2 separate regions of the Anser cygnoides genome follow, and region 2 is linked to region 1. A link is a contact called in public Hi-C data. All regions are on one chromosome and are shown on one strand. The core of a region is the stretch at or near the end of the contact, and the rest is flanking DNA. Distances in the headings are between cores, read along the strand shown.

Region 1 (6,892 bases), core at 2,156-4,655:
GGTTCTGAAATGATCAGTGCCATGTTTATCACACCAGTAGTCTATCCACTTCAGTACTGTTTCTGGTGCAGCAGTTTCCACTACTAGAAATTTTAAAGAAAACAATTACAGAACAAGCAAACCTAACAAGTCTTTAATATTCTTTACTAAGTAGAAACCTCAAAGCATGAAAGGAATGTAATTTTCAACTTTTTCCTCTGATTTATTGATCTCAGTTCTATTTCTTTGATAAGAGGAAGCAAATATGAAAATACAAGTATTTATTTATGACTTTATATTTGTCTGTTGTACCATATCCTCTTGTTTTTCCTTTAGATGACAAAATCTTTGTTTCCCCCCCCCATCGCTCCCCCCCGCCCCCCAATACTACTAATAACAGCCATCAGTCTGTGAAAAAACCTGTTTCTACAGCATGCTTCCTGTGGTAGCTCTGCACCTTTGGGATCTTTTGGATCCTTTACAATTCAATTACAATTTCCAATTACAACCATTTCTGCACTGGTCCTAAGTCTAATCTGTTGACAGCATAGATGTAAATGAACACCACAAAAATGGAAAACAGGAAGGATTATATTTCTCACTATACTGAAAGAGAGACAGAAGGAAAGGCAAAATAGTCAACCAGGGTAGACTGTAAGGTGAATTTCCGTCCCACTAGGATACTGTAATTCAGTGTTTTCAGAGTTGCAGATTGTGCCACCTTTTACCTACTGAACTAAGAAAACTTTTATATTGTTTTGTTTTCTTTTACATCTGTCCTATTTCTCAAGTCTGTTGAAAATAATGTTTCTCCCAAATCTTATTTCTCCATGCTGGATGCTTTCCTCCTCTTTTTTTTTTCCCTTTTTTTTTTTTTTGTGTGTGTGTACTTTTTTCCTAATTTTTTTTTTCTTCTAAATCATTCTACTTATTATTGTTCTTTTTGACCCCAAATATTCAGCTTTATGAGAGGTTTGTCTTTTTGGAAGAGAAAACCAAGTATTTCTCAGGAGCCTATCTTTGTATTCATGAGAAATATATACAAGCTGCTGATTTAAAGTGGGACACTGAAATGTCAACCTATCCTTAGGAGCTTTTTGAATGATAATAAAAATAATATAACAATTCCCCTCTTGACAGTCCATTCTTTCCTAAAGAAAAAAAAAAGTAAGATGTGATAACTCATTATTATGTAGAACAAAGTAGAAGAAAGTAGATTTGAAAAAAATGGTCATCACCTTTTAAAAGACATTTTAACTTGGCCCAAGTTGTCACATTCCCATCTCAGCAAGCTTGGTTACAGCAAGCAAAATAAAAGTAGAGGACTATTGAGCACAAGTGCACAAATGCATGAGACAATGGTAATATGTGTGTCGGCAAAAAAAAAAAAAAACACAAAAAAACCACAACACCAAAAATACACCACCACCACCAAAAAAGGTACATACTGTAACATACTGTAATACAGTAACTGGTATAATAAGTTTCTATGAGATCTGTAGTTACCTACGGTGAGCAACAGAGAAATTACTCTGCCACAGCACGTTCCCATTCACACAGAACGGCAAAGAGATTTTAGTGTAATGTACAGCGTGTGCGTGTACCTTAGGCCAAAACCTGATGATGCTGACTTGGGAGTCCTTGGGTAGACGCAGGTGACTCTGCACCTTTGTCATCCAGCAGAACGTGGGTGTTGGCTTTCCTCAGCTTGGGCTGAGAACTGCTTTCTGATCATACTCTAAGGTAGAGAGAGAAGTGTCAAAAGCGGCTCAAAGTGACCTCTCAATCTTCTGGGGGCTGAGGGGGATGAGAAATGACTGCCTAAGTCACGGTGCTCCCAGACACCTTCCACGGCTTTAAGGTGCAATTTCATGGGTGGTTTAATCTAACTTAATGCTATGCTGTCCCACAGATCCCACTGCCACACTTCCTGATCTCCTCAGTATTAGCATTTATCCTAGCCATACGAATTTATTTATTTATTTTGTGGCTAGGCATTTCAATTAGTTTGTTTCTGATGTAAAAAGAGGCAGGGGGACTGAATGGCTGAAAGTGGAGAGACAGCGGACTGCTATTTCCAGCAGCAGCAAGCTTTTAGCTTGGTCGAACTGCTTGTGATACTGTATTTGTAAAGTGGTGATTAGATTTTTGAGGGACTTTGGTTGTCGCTGTACCTGTCTCCCTACCTTTGGCCATTTAATTTCACTTTTTAAGCCGAGAGAAAGATATTAGAAGAGGAAAAAGTGCTGATGGAACAGGTGTTGGTAATGTGGCCTGATTTCCTCAAGGAGGCTGACTGTGAACTAAAACGATTAAAATATCACAGGACGGCATTAAAATATTACATAAAGGCCGTACTCTACTTTTTTGACCCTTGTGGGCATTTATGAAACAAACGATAAAAACAATAGCAAATAAAGCCCCGGTGAAGGTTTGGGCTGGTTGTGCAGACTCCTAAACCGCTCTGCGACTCGGAGCCCTCCCTCAGGACTCTCCTCACAGAACGCACCCACAGCGCGCCGTGCGAGGCAACTTTCGGGGGCTTGTTTTGGGGCGGAACACCGCTATTTCGTGCACCGGGGGCCGTGAGAGAACCCTGCCCGCCCAGCGCCCCCTTCAGGACGGGGAAGGCGCCGCCTCTCCCCCCCCCCCCCCCACCGAGAGCCGTTACCGGCCTCGCGCCCCGCCCCTCCCCCCGGCGCGCCGGGGCCATCCCGGCCGGCAGCGTCACCCGCCGGGGGGCGGGGCCGCAGCGGTTGCCAGGGCAACGGCGGGCCCCGCCCTTTCCCTTCCCCTCCCTCCCCACGTCAGCGCCGTCTCCCGCCCGGGCGGGGTGGGCCGGGTGATTGACAGTTGCCCCGGCAACGGGCTCGCCCCGCCGCCATTTTGTCAGTTACCTTTTTTTTTTTTTTTAAAGCTTTTTTCAAAAAAAAAAAAAAACCTTCCCGCCTGAACCGCGGGTGTGGTTTTTTTTTTTTATAATTATTGTTATTTTTTTTTTCCTTTTCCTTTCGCACCTTCCCGAAAATATAAAAAATTAATAAAAAATAATAAATTGCGCCCCCCCCCCCCCCCCCCGTGAGGCGAGCAGCTGAGCCCCCCGGCGTGGGCACGGGCCGGGGCTGCGGCGTGAGGGGAGCGGAGCCGGTTCGTGAGGGAGGAGAGGGAGGAGGAGGAGGAGCGGGGAGGGGGAGGAGGTAGCGGCTGGCAGGCGGGGGAGGGAGGGAGGGAGCGAGGAGTTCCCGGGGGCTCGGTACGGCGCTGCGCTTCCCCCCCCCACCCCTCCTCCTCCTCCTCTCCTCCTCCTCCTCCTCCTCCTCCCCCCCGCCCGCCCGCCGCTGTCCCCGCGCTGCCTGGCCGGGGCTCAGGCCGCCGCCGCCGCCGCTGAGCCGCTGCGATCCGAGGCGAGGCCGGGCCCCGCCGTTGCCGCCGCCGGGCGCTGCGCAGGTTTGGAACGCGCGCCATTTTGTGAGCGATAGAAAACCCAGCCCGGCCGGGAAGCGCCGCGGATCCGCCCGCCGGGCCGGGCCGGGCCCCCTCCTCCTCCTCCTCCTCCTCCCCCCTGCCCGCCGCGCAGGGAGGAAGGCGCGCAGCGGGCAGACCCCGCCGCGGGACGCTGCCTGCCGTGTGCCCCGAGCCGCGCAGGGCCCGAGCGCGGCGGGGCGGCCGGGCTGCGGACCGGGAGGGAGGCGCCGCCGCCGCCGCCGCCGCACCGGGGCCCCGTGTGCCGAGGCCGGGCGTCGCGAGGAGAGAGGCCTCGAGCGAGCGAACGAGCGAGCGACCGGGAGGAGCCGCGCCGGAGCGCGGGGCCCGCCGCCCCCCGGACGGGTAAGCGAGCCGCCCGGAGCCGGCGGCGCCGAGCTGCGCAGCGGGACGGGCTGGGGCCGCCTCCCGGCCCGGCCCGGCGCGGCCGAGGGGGGCGCAGCGCGGGGGGCAGCCCCGCTGCCATCTTAGGCGCGGAGGACGAGGAGGAGGCGGCGGCGAGGGCGCGGGGGGCCCGGCGAGACCCCGAGCGGAGCCGGCGGGGCCCGCGGCCGCGCCGGGCGTTGGGGCCGGCCTCCCTCCCTGCCTCCGTCCTTCCCTGCCGGGACCGGGCGGCGGCCTCCGCGGCCCTTTCCCCCTCTCGGTGTCCGGGAGAGGCCGAGCCGGGCAAGCGGAGCCGCCGGGAGGGCCCCGCGCCCGGGGATACGGAGGAAGGGAGCTCGCCGGGATCCCCCGGCCCCGCTGCGCAACGCCCTGCGGTGGGCGGGCGGGAGCGGGGGGCGGCAGGAGCCGGGCCATCAGCTGGGCAGGCACCTGTTGTGGCCCGGGCTGCGGGGGCCTGCCCTCGGGGGGCTCCCCTGCGGCTGCAGGGGGTGGTGGGGGCCGGTGCAGGAGGGCTGCGAGCCTGGCTCAGGGTGCTGTCACCCCGCCGGGTGGGGGAGAGAGGGTGAAGCGCTTGGGCGTAGGTACGCACAGGGCTCCTGGGGCTGAGCGGCTGGCTGACGGGGCTTTTAGGAAAAGAGGGAGCCCGTCTGAGGCTTTCCCTCCCGCCGCCGCAGCGTCAGAAAGCACAATTAGAAGTCCCGTAATTTGAAATTTCGAAATTGGTGCATTTTTGAATCGCAGTCAGCTTTGAAGTTCTCGGTTTAGTCCGTCCAAGGACTATGTAGGGGTTCTTTGATCGTGTGTCTAGATTGCTGCTGTTACTTAGTTCTCCTATTACTCCACAGTCATTGGGGGAAATAAACATTCATTGTTCTTTAAAATTAACAAAGGCAGAATATCTGGCTACAAAATAAATCAACAAGCGTGGTTTTGACAACCTACTGTTTTAATCCCAATGAGAGCGTGGTAACAACTTTGGCCAGTAGGTATACATAGTCACTTTTACATGGGTATAGCGTTGTAGGGACCTGTCTGAGGACAAGTTAACAACTTGTTTTATAACTGTATTGGTAAAGCTGAAGAACACGTCGATGATGTCTCGTGATAAATAAGCAAATATATTGTTCGTAGTGGTACTTAGTTATCTGCTAATAACTGAGCAGAATTCAACTTATCTCTTTGGATTAGTGTAGCCCAAAGAAGTTTTGGTAAAACTTGTTTCTCTTTTTCTGTACTCCCCCAACCTCTGTAGGTTGGATATTTTTGGAAAATTAATTATACTTTATAGAATTAGAATAATATCACTGAAAATAACTCTGAATATGAGCTAGTATTTGTTAACTATTATCTCTATATATTTAGTGAACTCTGTGTGTATCTATATAGACTACTTTTGTAGGCTATGCTTAATGTTTTTGGCTTATATGAAGTATTTAGAACCAGAGCCACTTTATTTGCAATCTGAAGTAGAATGCATGTGATAAATTTACATTTATTTTGTGAATTAAAAATTGTATCAAAGTTTTTGAAGCTTATTGAGTTGATTTTTTTTCAGTGAACTAAACAACTTGTTCAAAATTGAATACAGGGCATGGTCATCTTAAATCACAGAAAGAGGGCAATTCCTTCTCTGAAATTGTTGCATACACATTTATACATTACAGTAGTTTAATATTGTTCCCAGGCAAAGGGGTAAGAAAGTCTGTTATGTGATCAGTTCCCGAATCAATACTCAGGTGGGTTTAGGAGGTGCCATTGGAATCCCCTCCCCCGTGCTGGACAGTTACAGAGAAGCAGCAACAAGGATAATTTTACCTAATAGCAGCCAAGCGTTCTCTATCTCAGTGTCAATTTATGGGTAGCATCCCCTCACTTGTGTAAAATAAGGACGTAGTAATCAGGAATTTATCAATTTTTAAAGTATGTGGGTTTTACTTGGACTAGGAATTAACATGCGATGATCATAAATGACTTCTAACGCTGGTAGATAGTTTACACAAAGTAGAAAAACGTGACTGGAGTCAAGTAAAAACGGTGTCTCCTCTAAGCTTTTAAAGTAACATTTAACTAGGACATACTTGCTAACATGTATATTGTATTTTAAAACTCTTTAATTCCAATAGGACCTTGTGAAGAAACGTGTCTGGGCTAACTGTTCGGTTAGGCTTTGCCTTAACGACCTTACCGTGAGATTTTTGTTATTTTAGCTCAAATGAGTTAGTCAACACCTTAAAATATAACATGAAAAAGTCCCTTCCCATTAGGTTATGCTAACGTGTATGAAGCTGTACCACCTGCTCGTATGGTAGTGTGCGAGACAACCAGTTAATAAAACTCATGAAAACCTGTACCTTTATTTGCTATGATGCTATTTTATGGTTTTACCTGAACTGAAACAGGGTAGTGACTCTTTCCAAAGAAGCAATTTTCTTGCTATAATTAAATTCTCTCTTCAGTGTTCCTCTTAAAACCTCTTTATTTCAGGTGGTTTTAACCCTGGCTACAGGACTATAGGTTGAAAGTTGCTGTTACAACTTAAGTTTTTGAGAAGGAATTGAAGACTGGTATATGTTTAGTCTTTCTGTAGTAATTTTTGATGCCGTTTGGACAACTACTTTCCAAAGTGAAGTAAAAATCTTTCCTGATATCTTTGTTTTATGGAAGCATGGGAGACTTGTGTAACTTCTGAAATCCTTTTGTAAATAGATCCTATTGTAGAATAGGATTATTTACAGAGAACTGCTACTTTTGTCTTCATAACTGAATACAATAGATTATTTGTTAAGTTACTTTACAATTCCATCTTTTTTCCTTTTTCAGTAAGAGTTTAAGGAACTTTAAAAAAAAAAAAGTAATAACTTTTCTGCTAATCAGACTCAAGTCTGATTAGTCAGACTTCTTTTTTGCTCTAAGACCGAAATAATACAAAAGCTGTTCTGAGCAAATGTTTTTCTTGTAAACTTAAGACTGGGGGAAAAAGTCAACAAGGCTTTGCAAAGAGGAATACTCTCCTTTTCCTTCCTCACCTCTGTGGGTCCTTCAAGAG
Region 2 (6,892 bases), core at 2,241-4,740, 54 kb after region 1:
CAAGCCTGGATTTTTTTCTGTCCTCCATATCATTCCTGCCTAAAGAGTATTGGGAAATGTGGTCTTAAAACATTTTTGTTGCTTAAATCTGCATCTGGTTCCTTTCTGCTGCTTTCCAAACCCGCTTTGTCCTGCTCAGTAATGGATTAATTCACCTTCTGCAGTCCTCCCAAGTCCCTCCCTCTGTCTTCCTTAGCTGCCCAAATTATGGTCTTTCTTCGCATAAATGCTCTCATTCTTCCTGTCCAACTCAGTAAAATTGACTGTAGTGTTAATGGATTATTTAATTTAGTAAAACCATGTCTACGTATGTTCTGTATCCTTTTTTTCCCCCACCCCCCCACCTCTGAGCATAGGTATTAACACGTCAGAGGTTTGCTACCACTGAATATTTACTAGTAATGGTGGAAATTACTGGCATTTTTTTTTTTGACATGACCCTGTCGTCAGCAGATTTGGATTCCTTTGAGTTCAGTTGGAATTGAAATTTTGGTAAAAGTGCTTCAATTTGGCAACTACTTTTTCCCCCTTATTTTTTAATACTTCTAAAATTTTTATAGTTGGTTTAATTCGTTTAATACCAAAAGAACAGACGGCATTCTCCAGATTTAATGCTTAGAGTTGACTAAGTGCACTGTGAGAGCGTTGGTTCAGGTGAGCAATAATCTGCAGTCATTTATAAGACAACTCACCATGAAGACCAATGCTAGACCAAGTTAGAGTAGCCGATTTTTATTTTGGTAGGGTTTTGTTTTACATTTTCAACTGTTTTGTAAACCCTACAGAAAACTGATAGCTGAAGTAAATCTAATTTCTAGTGCATTTACGAAGTTAAAAATCTTAAGATAAAAAGTAATTTGTGTGGACTTGAAGCGGCGTTTGCTTTTGAAGGCTTCTGGAATGTGAGTGTAAAGGTTCTTTTATAGCATGGAATGACTTCACACAGTCATGTCATTTTAAACTTTGTCACTAAGTTTCTGTTGTCTGTATTACAAGGTTACCATGACTTATAAACAAAGTATTTTTTTCTCCTTTTCTCTTTTTTACTTATTGATTTGACAGAGCTCTCTGCATAACCATTGTTTCCTATCTGCATCCATGTCTTCCACAGGTTGCACTGGGAACTGGTTGGGAGGTGTGGGCCTTTCAGCTACATTAAGTATGCTTATGTAGTTCGGATTAAGTAGTAGTTTTTAAACTTTTATTTGGAATGATATTCAGACTTAATTCTTTATTTCTATTTTAAAAGCTGTTATGAACTTTAAACGAGATTGTAAGATAGTAGAGAGCCATTTTCCACTGTCTTTACATCCAGGCTGTTTAAATGGCAGAATTTTCATTAAATTACAGAACTTGTAAACTTTATAACTGTAGACATAACTGCATGAAACCTTAAAATAGGCATAGGTTTTTAGAGGGAGAGAAAAAAGAAGTATCAGAACACTAGTCTTGGCATATTTTCACCAGCATTGATGTCCTCTGAAAAATGACTGTTCTGTTGTTTTGAAGATTTTTTTTTAAAAAAAAAAAGTTTTTTTTCCTTTTAAAGCAGATGTTAGTCTTTTAAAAATATTTATTGATAATTAATACTTAAGTATTGATGGCTCAGCTATTCTGATTCACATATTTAATTTGGTGTAATGTAAATGTCATATTAAGCTGAATCATCAGCCAAACTACTTGAATTTGACCAGTGTTTCTCAAGCTACATGTTTATGAAGAAGAGTTAGATGGAGTTACAAAGTGGTAGGAAAACTTCTGAAGAATATGCAATGTATATTATGAAAAAATAAAAGCTTCAATAAGAAATATGTTGGTGTGTATACAGTTACTTAATAGAGAATGTTTCTTCTTCTCTACATATTAGAATAGCCTCTCTTGGAGGATCACATGAAGATGTGTCAAAAGGGAGCTTAAAAAAATAAACCCGGCCTGCAACAGTAGAATAAACAAAACTGCTAATCTGTATTGTTGCCCCTTTGCAGGAAGGCAGCCTTAATTTTTGTGACTATTCGGCAGAGGCCATCGCGTGAGAATGGCAGGTTCATGACAAGCAAAAGGAGGTGGTGCTTAATGCAGCCTTAGAGTAAACTGTGGAGCCTTTTGCCATGGGATGCCAAAAGCTGAAATGCAAAAAGTTGTTCAGCAAATCCGTAGAAGAAAAGAATGAGCAAAATATGTTAGTAACAAAGACTCTGCTTCACATAATTCCTGGACTGCAGGCTGGCAGAACATGCCTGGCACAAACCGCTTGCCGTGTTGCTGTCTTCCAAGATGACTGCCGTTGACCACTTTCAGAGACAGGATACTGATTTGAATGGATCTTTGTTTTGATATGTGAAGGAATTCCCATGTTAGTGCCCTGATGTTTGAAAGAACTGTGCTTCTTTTTAGTCCTTAGTCCAGCATGAATCTAGCACCCCTTCTTGCTTGGTTCTGAATGTGAGCAGAAAGGAACATCTCTTTCAGACCTCTCATTTGGCTTACTTTTCCCAAATTTTTGAAACTTCCTATAAAACTTCTGTCCAGAGCTCTGCTAAACAGATTTACTGACTAATGTATGTTCCTAGTATTTATAAAGTCTTTATATGAAATCAGAAATTTCAAATCACAAAACCTTTTCGTCTTTAACCTATGTCTCCTTGTTTTTCTGTAGGTAGAATAAAACCCAATCTCATAAGAATACTGCAGAAAGAAATTATGAATTACATAGGTACAACAACAACTACCATATACAATATATATACAGACAATAATTTTATTTGGGCACAGTCTGAGGAGTATCAAGGGATATTAAGTTAAATACAATGAAAATAAATTGTATTGTGTAGCAGCCTATTCAGTGAGCATTACTTCCATTCCGCCTTTTAAAGTAAATAAGGGTATTCATGTAGCTAGATAGTATCATAATTTATTTATATAGAGTGACTAAATTAAAACTGGAAGTATTCTGGTGTTTCTGAACTTCTGCGCACACTAATCTTCAGTTTTAATGTTCTTTCAATCAAGTGCATATGTAGGTGCAAGTTTCTGGTCTGTGCGAAGTCCTTGCACGTAGAGGTTCAGTTCTCACCGTTTACTTGAGGAGTTGTAGATTTGCTCTTAGGCAGTCTGCTTCTCAATAGAAATTTCAAATCAGAGTTCTCACAGGGCTTAGGATTTTGACTGTGAAATTTAGTGTACTTTATTTCCTGTAGGTTTTATTTGAGAATTTTGGTGATCGTTGGTTTCATTTATTTAAAAAAAAAAAAAGTATTTTTACTTTCACAAAAATTTCTTAGTTCTAGAATTCTTGAGTATACTCAAAGTAATATTTATACGTTAATGAAACAGATTTATAGTGTTGCCAGTGGATTAAATCATAAGTGTCTCTGTTGTTTTCCAATTAAAAAGCTTTATGAGTTTAAGAATTTCCTTCTCTTTGCTTGTTGTGGGAGGATTACATTGAGCAGGGGCATTTAGTCTTTCTAGGTTGATTGCACCAGACTTTTGAAGTGGTAGAGGAGAGGATACATATCTCAGTCTCTCCCAGTCACAGGTCTTAGCCGCAGTATTTCTACAGCAGAGTCAACTAGCTTCCCTTGAAAGTACAGGCACAAAACCAATAGAGTGCATGCACATAATTCCTGTCCAAAGTCCGCATCCCGCCACGGATTGTCCAGGGCAGAGGATAGCCAAGGCAGGCACAACAAGGTCCGAACAACTAATGAAGCCTACTCTTGGCCTTTCTTTTTTGCTCCCCCTCTGCCAAATGTCCAGACACATTGCCGACAAGTCATGTCAAAGATCTGCAAGCTGTTGGGAAAGATGGCACCCAGAAGTAATTTTTTATCACCTTCTGAACACTTTGCCTTAGCTGCAGCTTGCTCCATTTGGAAAGAGCACGAGCAAGAAGATTCGGTGGCCTGGGTGCATTGGCCTGTCGAACAGGACTGGAGAATGCAGTTGTTCCTAAGTTTAGGGCTTAATTTTGCTTTGAGCAAAGGTAGCATTTGGCATTTCTGTACAGGGAAGTAGACTGAATAGTTATTGTAAAATAGGTTCTGAAGTAGCCATTCTTAATAATATAATTCCTCCACAATAATATAGTTCCTCTAGAGGAAGGATATTTATAACGGCGTTGTTTGTTCTGCAGTTGCTGCTGCAGGTAATTTCCCTTTGTTTGCTGGTTCTCTCACAGCCTTCCTCATTCCAGAGCAAGCAGAGTGAAATCCATGTACCCTCAAATTCTCATGTGGTCATTTTAAGTGTAGTGCATGAGGACAATAGGCAGAACAGTGCTTCGGTAGAGTAGTAGTTCACTTAGAGTTCAGGTTGGCATTTGCCTATTGCTTAAAAGATGATTGATCTAAACTACAAAATCCCAAGTGTTTGACATTTATTATGCTTAGGCAGAACTAGGGTAGGTCTAACTTGTCTTAAATGTGGGTTCGTTTGGACAGAGTTCTCAAGATACAGATGTTTGTATCTATTGCTAATTGCTCACTGCCTGTTCTAGGGTGTGCTAACAACACAGAGGTGGCTGCGTATTAAAGAAAAGCAGAGATCAATCTTCTCAGTGTTTCAGGCTTGTTTCTAAGGGGTGCACTGAATAATTGCTGAGGTCATAACGCGTATTAGTAGAAAAAAATAATGAGGAGGTGGAGGCCTTAATCTGAGCTGGGATTGCAGAGATTGGAAAGACACAGATTTGAAGTATGAACCAGTCATACGGTATTAAGAGCTGCCATGTTTGGTCTGTGGTGTAGACCCACAAGCTCTTGAACTTTGAGCGTGGAAATGAGACTACCCATTGTGGTGAATGATACAGTTCACACTTCTATACTCTGGTCGTGTTTTCCGGCATGTTCTCATTCAACTGCAAACTTACCACTGAGAAGGAGTACCTCAGCACATTGCTAAATGACCCGAACAGTAGGTAGCAGAGAGTAGGGAAAGGGAGGATGAGGCAGAAGGGAGAGGAAGTAAAAGGCAGGTCAAAATATTTAAGGTAAAGGCTGTGATGTTTGTGGAGTAAATGTTGAAGAAAGGAGGAAGGGTGAAATAAGGTGAGTTGTGCAGAGGGTGTTTGAAATGTTCATATTTCAAAATTAGATGACTCCACAGTCCAGCAACACACACACACCACATTCCCATTTCCAATTTAGTTTTAGTTCTACATTACTTCGGTTGGATAAGTGCTGTTGTGCCATGCTTTACTAGTCTTGGCTTTCTGAATATGGTAAGAAATTCTGCCTCCTCTTGAAGTGGAGTTGAACAAAGAGATGGGAACCTTGGGCAGTGGGGTTTTTATCTAACAGCTAAAGCATTCAATGGAAGTAGTAATCGCTGCCTGGAAGCCAAATGCAGAAGATCTATGTACAGAAGGGGTTATGAAATTGCTGTTATTTTCAAGGAAACAGTTACCCAGATAGCAGGTTGGTGGTAAGTTCTCACATATGGGGAATGACTATGTTTACACTTATAAAAGAATGAAATAAAATGCTGATGTGACTTTCATTGTTTTTCCCTACTTCACTTTGCAGAAGTCAGTAGATAGTGAAGTATTTTTAAGGCTGTTGCAAAGGTTATGTTATCACATAGAGAATTCTCTGTATCTCTTGGTGTAAAGAAATAAAGATCAGCTGTTGCACTGAAAGTTGCTTTTGTCAATCATGAAGGAAGCTTGTATAACTCATGAGGTCAAAAGTGTCACAATAGTTTATTTTTGTCTTTAATTTTTAGTTGGGGGGTAAGTAGGTATGAAGAAATACCAAAGGAAATTCACTTCTTCTAATGTTCAGTGGTTTTCATCCTTCAGTAGAGGTATACCTAAACAGAATACTTTGGTTGAACTGTGAGAGTGGCAAAGGCAGTCACATACACACCTTAAAAAGTAGTGTATATATTTAATGAGTTGGGTGACAAATACAAAGAAACAATCTCACTGTTGTGGTGATTTTCATATGCAGTCCCATATGACAGGGGAGCTGATTTAATGTTTCCCTGATTCAATGAGAGAAATCCTATCATTTATTTTGTGCTGACGTTTGTGGCACAGAGTCACGGAATGGTTGGGGCTGGAAGGGACCTTTGGAGGTCACCTAGTCCAACATCCTGGTCAAGCAGGGACAGACACACAAAGCAGGTTGCCCAGGACCATGTCCACATGGCTTTTGGATACCTCAAAAGTGGGAGACTCCACAACCTCTGAGCAACCTGTGCCAGTGCTCTGTCACCCGTGCAGTACAGAAGTGTTTGTTTCCTGAGGTTCAGATGGAGCCTCCTGTGCTCCAGTTTGTGCCCATTGCCTCTTGTCCTGGTGCTGGGCACCGCTGAAAAGAGCCTGGCTCCATTTTCTTAATGGCCTCCCTTCAGCTATTTACAGACATTGATGAGATCCTCCCTGAGCCCTCTCTTCTTTAGGCTAAAGGGTACCAGATCTCTCAGCCTTTCCTCAGAGGGTAGACACTCCAGTGCCTTAATCGTCTTCGTCATCCTATGTTGGACTCTTTACAGTATGTCCATGTCTCTCTTTTACTGGGGAGCCCAGAAGTGGATCCAGCACTCCAAGTGTGACCTCACCAATGCTGGGTAGAGGGGAGGGATGTTAGAATGGTAGTGTGGTTTGGGTTGGAAGGGACCTTAAGGATCATCCAGTTCCAACCCCCTGCCATGGGCAGGGACACCTCCCACCAGACCAGGCTGCCCAAAGCCCCATCCAGCCTGGCCTTGAGCACCTCCAGGGATGGGGCATCCACAGCTTCTCTGGGCAACCTGTGCCAGGGCCTCACTGCCCTCAGAGTGAAGAATTTCTTCCTTATATCTAATTTAAACATATCCTCTTCTAGTTTAAATCTATTACACCTTGTCTGTTGCTGATAAAGAGTCCTCTGCCAGGTGTCGCATAGCC

The links. A called contact is a pair of places that touch in the nucleus more often than the background predicts.
Region 2: a contact with region 1 is called in a Hi-C map of liver, with 1.7 times the contacts expected there. The contact joins the enhancer-like site here to the promoter of DYRK1A in region 1. A contact is called at or near these places in 4 of 7 Hi-C or Micro-C datasets (granulosa cells and liver).

What each region holds. Positions count from the first base shown.
Region 1 is chr1:115,213,553-115,220,444 of Taihu_goose_T2T_genome, forward strand. It overlaps DYRK1A (dual specificity tyrosine phosphorylation regulated kinase 1A), which reads left to right and starts at 3,406. Exons shown (of 12, transcript XM_066978717.1): 1 at 3,406-3,426. LOC106036124 (a long non-coding RNA gene) reads right to left here and starts at 3,081. Exons shown (of 3, transcript XR_010825455.1): 1 at 1,584-3,081; 2 at 1-83.
Region 2 is chr1:115,267,726-115,274,617 of Taihu_goose_T2T_genome, forward strand. The region is part of intron 2 of DYRK1A (dual specificity tyrosine phosphorylation regulated kinase 1A); the gene reads left to right. LOC106036088 (a long non-coding RNA gene) reads right to left here and starts at 186. Exons shown (of 3, transcript XR_001207092.3): 1 at 1-186. Within about 2 kb of position 3,491, at least 2 of the 3 cell types and tissues checked have open chromatin away from gene starts, as enhancers often do. A contact at or near this core is called in liver, where this site is marked.